2 separate regions of the Zea mays genome follow, and region 1 is linked to region 2. A link is a contact called in public Hi-C data. All regions are on one chromosome and are shown on one strand. The core of a region is the stretch at or near the end of the contact, and the rest is flanking DNA. Distances in the headings are between cores, read along the strand shown. Region 1 holds the start of LOC100191488. Region 2 holds the start of LOC100282332.

What was found. A called contact is a pair of places that touch in the nucleus more often than the background predicts.
Region 1: a Hi-C map of tassel shows a contact between it and region 2, with 2.4 times the contacts expected there. The contact joins the promoter of LOC100191488 here to the promoter of LOC100282332 in region 2. A contact is called at or near these places in 2 of 25 Hi-C or Micro-C datasets (ear and tassel).

Annotation. Positions count from the first base shown.
Region 1 is chr10:18,391,778-18,394,575 of Zm-B73-REFERENCE-NAM-5.0, forward strand. LOC100191488 reads right to left here and starts at 1,372. Exons shown (of 12, transcript NM_001136920.2): 1 at 1,071-1,372; 2 at 780-999; 3 at 264-464; 4 at 86-156. The coding sequence starts at 1,303.
Region 2 is chr10:17,863,323-17,866,170 of Zm-B73-REFERENCE-NAM-5.0, forward strand. LOC100282332 reads right to left here and starts at 1,334. Exons shown (of 11, transcript NM_001155244.2): 1 at 1,164-1,334; 2 at 281-355; 3 at 108-182; 4 at 1-25. The coding sequence starts at 1,166.

The sequences.
Region 1 (2,798 bases), core at 122-2,621, 530 kb after region 2:
GCTATCAATAAGGGAAATTCATACGAATGGACTGCTGGAAAAGGCAGATGCTAATTGAAGATAAAGGAAAAATCCGTAGGCCTACCTAGGTGCTGGATACCGACCATAGAAAAAACCTTTCCCGTCATGCGTCCAGCTGATAGATGAGAACTTTACCTGCATCCAGCAATAGAAAATACTTGGTTTAGAAGAACCAAGAAGCATTATTGTAGCACAAAGGAAAATTAAGCCTTGGTTGTCTAGTGGCACGTTGCAATACTTACCCAGGATAATTTATCAGGCATAGGCTGCTTGTTAGTAATGCTCATCACATGAATAGAGACCCAATCACTACCACTTTCACTTAGCCCATAAGCAATGTAGTTTCCATCCTCGCTGATAGAATATGTTGAAAGAGCAACCGTCCCATCCTTGCTTAGAGTATTTGGATCCAAAAGAACCTCTGCCTTCCCGTCCAAATCATCCTGCAATGTCAACATAGCATATGGCAGATATAGACGGATAGACCCCATTAGTCTCACCATAAGCACACTAACAAAGTAACAATTAGAACAATTTGCATTAGGCTCAACAATTTTAACACCCCATTATAATCAGATAAGCTAAAGAAAGGTTTTAAGGCTGCCGATGCATCGGTCCTCATCTCCTTAGCTACAGTACACCACTCTGGAAACTGCTCTAACAAATTATTTTTGCCTTAATCCAACCAAATTACCCCTGCGGCGCGGTGCTCCACTCCTAGTGAAGGGAAGTTCGTGGCATTTCGCATGATCGCATACCAGCATGTAGAGCACGCTCTGGGCCTGGAGGCCGGAGTTGTGGAAGTAGAAGTACTTGTTCCCGCGGCGGAACGGCGCGGCGTGGCGCGGGTGGTCGAAGAGCCGCGTAACCTCGCGGCGCAGGTTCTCCCTGTCGGGGCACCCGGCGAGCACCGTCTCCGCCAGCTCCGCCTGCCGCGCCACGAACTCTTTCGTCTCCTCCGAGTCCGGGTCCTCCAGCCTGGGAAGCGCAAGGCATAAACCATAAGCGAGAGAAACTCGACTGCACACTGGACGCGCGCGATCGCTTACCAGCGATAGGGATCTGGGATCCGAACGCCGTGGTAGTCGTCGACGACCGAATCGTCGCGGCGGGCCGGCGGGTACGCGAGGCGGGCGGCGGTGTCTCCAGCTACGGAGCCCATGGCAGCGCGTGGGAGGAGCGAGAGACAGCGGGGGCGAGACGGCGGCGGGAGGAGAAAGGTTTTGAGAGGACGGCGTGGAAGGAGCAGGCGGAGGGGAACAGATTTGTGCAGGAGAAGCATTTGCCGGCAGGGTGGGGACTCCTCTTGAGTCTTGAGTCTTGACTAGACTACGGGTAGACGATGTTTTCAGGATTGGCGATGTGGGCCAAATTTTTCCTACCTTTTTTTTATTGCGCTAATCTTTTGTGCGATATTTTAAAAAGATTGCATGTGTTATTGAACCAAAAAATTGCTATTGTGTTGGTATTAATTAGGATAACGACACTAACTATGCTGTTGCGTAGGTATTAATTAGGCAAAAAAATCCTAGATTCCGAAAGAAGTCATTTCATTTATTTGGAGATTGTACGACATTGTGTGAATGTATGTTATTTGAAACCGTTGAAAATAAGGAAACTGTGTATCCTTTGTTTGTTTGTCGCGTAGAGCAAGTTTAGTTTATTTTCAGTCTTTTGGTGATGCTAAATTGCCAATACAAATTTGTTTGGTTGTTATACTGCAATTTCAATAAATAATTAAATAAATATAGATCACTATATATACACCTGTTGTTGTAGGGTTTTTTTATTCTACATGTAAAGGACATGTTCTAATCACTCTACTGTACTTGATAGTGTAGAAAATTGCAGAAATAAAGATTCGCTTATCTCTATCTCTACTAACTATTAAGGGGGCAGTGTAGACTGCCCCCGCTCCTGCACGCCCGCGCGCCAGCAACCCCCGCTCCCGCACGCCCGCGCGCCAGCGAGCAACTGCCTCCCGCGCGCCGCCGACCTCGCTCCCGCAACAGCCTCCCGAACGCCCTGCCGTCCTCCGCTGGCCAGGAACGTCGCCGTGTGGTTCTCAATGTGTTTTTTGAAGCTTTTCGCAGGTTTCTCCAAAATCGGCATGCTTTGCTTCGACGGTGTGAAGCGTGGGTTTGGCACTACGATTGATTGGAGATTTTCGTGGGTTTCAGATCAAGGACATGGCGCTGAAGGCATCGGGCGCGTACCGGCACTGCAAGCCCTGCGCCGGTTCGTCCTCCTTGGCGGCATCGCGGCGGCAGCAACCGTACTACCACGGCACGTACGCGGAGTCCGGGTCCGACCGCTTCCACTGCGCGTACCAGCGCGCTGGCAGCTCCGCAGCATCCACGCCGAGGCTGCACACGGGGGGCGCCATGTCCAGCGGTGACATCACGCCATCGGTCAGCGCGCGCACCGACTTCCTCGCCGACGATGAGGAAGGGGACATGAAGAGGGAACGACGACTGGCAGCAGCGAGGAGGATGAGGCGAAGGAGTGGGTCGCCCAGGTGGAGCCCGGGGTGCTCATCACCTTCCTCTCGCTGTCGCGGGGCGGCAATGGTCTGAAGCGCATCCGATTCAGGTGAGGTCTTGCTCTCATTTGTGCCAAACATTTGCTTCATTGCTTCATAGGTAGAAGTAGAACGACTTGGTGGTACTCGCAACAGGTATTAGTGCTTAAAATTCCGTAAATTTGGTTCAGATTTTTAGTTTACTTCCGTTGGATGGTGTGGTCTTCCCCTACTCCATTGCCCAAGCAACCAGAAA
Region 2 (2,848 bases), core at 84-2,583:
TACCTGGAACTGGTGCTATTGATACCTGAACCATTTCACCCGAGCAAGATATTAGGCTCCGTTGAGCCATGCAAACTAGAAAAGAATAAGAAACAAGCAATTCATACTTCTCCAGATATAGTTTCGAGGCTCTGGAAAACAGGGACCATCGTTGTCTTCCCATTGTCCTTCTTAACCGAAACCTGTGAAACAATGGCAGAAACCAGACACTTGTAAGCTAAAAACAGAATTCGAATTTGAACCCCAACTGGTAGCAGCATGGAGATATGAAGAACTGTACCTGCTTCCTAGTCCTCGCATCAGAGAATGTGATCGAGATGTCACAAGGTGGCTTGAATGCTCCAATGATATAATTCTAAATTGACACACCCATAGATCACAAAATATCAGAGGAGCATTTCCACATGGAAACACAATTAAGAGATGAAATTTCTATATGCAGAGCATTACTATCCATCAGAAAGGTGTCTGGTCATATAATCATCAGCTATGGAGCAATGCTAAGGAAAACTAAATTAGCATGTATATTGTCTGCCAGAATCCAAGCAGGCACGTTCGTGTGGGCCTAACCTTTCCATGTTGCAACCGAATTAGTTGCAATTGCAATTCAGGTACCCAGACCTAAACAACCCAACTTGAGAGAGCAAACATACTGACAATCCACGAATACTCATAATCTCGAATAAAATAGATGAGTTCCCCTGGTGCACAAGTTATCCCAGGATCACACACATAGCCATATAGGGAGGGCACAACTATGATCAGCCTACTGATGAGCGTGGGCAGCCCCACCACCTCATAGTAGCCACTCTTACTCCTCGGCCGGAATCAATGTGGACCGCTGCCCGCTTCTATTGTTGAAATTAGAGTACCAAGCCCAAGCATCCGAATCCAACCCGCAACACGAGACCCGCGCTGCAATTTCTCGCACCGGCCGAACCAGAACTACAGCCACTAGGTTCGAGGCTGGACAACAATCCCCAGGCCCCTAACCATACGGAGCGAAACAGGGTGGTCCCGATCGCCCCGCCGAATCGCGGCCGATTCGCGCCGGCCCCAGAGCCAGATTCGGTCTGTTCCGATGAAATCGCCGCTCCGAGGAGGTGGAAAGTGGCTGGCTAGGGCGGAGGAGGAAGAGGGAGCCATGGAGGGATGATGCTAACCATGGCGACTGCGGCGATGCAGTGGCGGCCGGCGAGGGAGAAGGCGGCGGCGCTGACCGGAGACACCGCGTCGCGGGATCGAGATCGGAATATCGGATGCGGCAGAGGAGATTGCGCGCACTTTGGAAAGGCTAGAGCTGGGCCTGCCCTTTCTCTCTTTGGAAAGTATATGAGCTGCTGACTGCTGGGCCCGACTTTCTACACCGCGGTCTGAGCTGGACGGGACGGCCAGGCTGGTCAACAGGCAGCAGGCTAGTCTGACGTGGACTTTGCACGGTCCCCATTAGTCCAACTCAGAGGGCAATGCGTGAAATTTTTCCTGCTCTTGGATTTTCCTGTCTGAAATTTATGTAAATTCTTGTGAATTTTTTGTGTTCCAAATAAACTATAAGGGCTAGTTTGTAAGCTCTATTTTTTCAAGAGATTCTTATTTTTTCAAGGAAAAATAAACTAATTTCCCTTGGGAAAATGAAAAACCCTTGGGATAATTGGGTTCTCAAACTAGCCCTAACTGTTGGTGACCTGTTCTGTTACCTAAGAATGAATCAAAATAGGACAACACAATTAATGAATTTATTCCTTTAATTTATCCAAAAGATAGATTAGACAATCTCCAACCATTTCGCCTCTCAAATCCTCACATTGGTACTTTCTATTCATATTCCAATACCTCCCTCTCAACTATTTACCCTCCTATTTCACCTCCTCTCCAATCATTTCCCTTATTCAGCTCCACTTTATCTTTTAAGTAGGTCATTTGACTTTTATATATCAGTTTTTAGAGTTTAAAAGATATTACCATATTTAAAGTATGGTAATATACATTGTTATGATGTAATTATACTAAAATAGAATTAATTTCACAATTAAAACACTTATTAACAAAATGAGGGCCCCTACATAAGTGGCCTCATCTCTCCACCGCTGATAGAGGGGAATGCCCGATCTTCAGTGATGTACGATAACTTGATTGGGCAGAGATCTCGACGTTGATGATCCAAGGCTCCGAACGAACGGATCCTCTCAATCACTACAACACTACACCGTTGGTTATCACCCGTGGCACACGAGTGGCCTCGCTAAGAAGGCTTATCCCTGCATGCACAATCAAAAACACAAGTAAGAACATGAAGAACTTAATCAAAACGGTATTGATCACGAGTTGTGGTCTCACAAACCGATGGACGACGACAATGTTCAATGACAGATATGATCTAAGCAAAAACCTCAAATCCTAATGTGGCGGCAGTTGCTGGTAAAATAGAGGTTAGGGGCATGTGTGACCCCTGATCGCACCCTGTCACACCCGGGTTTTAGGGGTCCAAAGCCCGGGCGCGAACATAATCACCAGGTGTGCTGGGACCAAGTCTCACACATATGATGAATCATGGCACAGGATCGAATGTCACATCTTTACTATATAACAGGAATTCTATACAAAATAAATAATTACATTATAAGGAGACAACGGTCCAGCAACCCAAAGTTGACTGGGAGACGATGGCCTAGACCTCTCACGAACACATCGCAGCATCCTCCATGTGCCTCATCCTGTGGTACCTGTTCTTGACCTGTGGGGGGTGTGAGACAGCAAGAGTGAGCTCACATACGTTCATCGCTCAACAAGTTGTGGGGAATAATGTGAATGAACTCGCCAAAGGTAGGAGTTCATGTGAAGTGTAAGG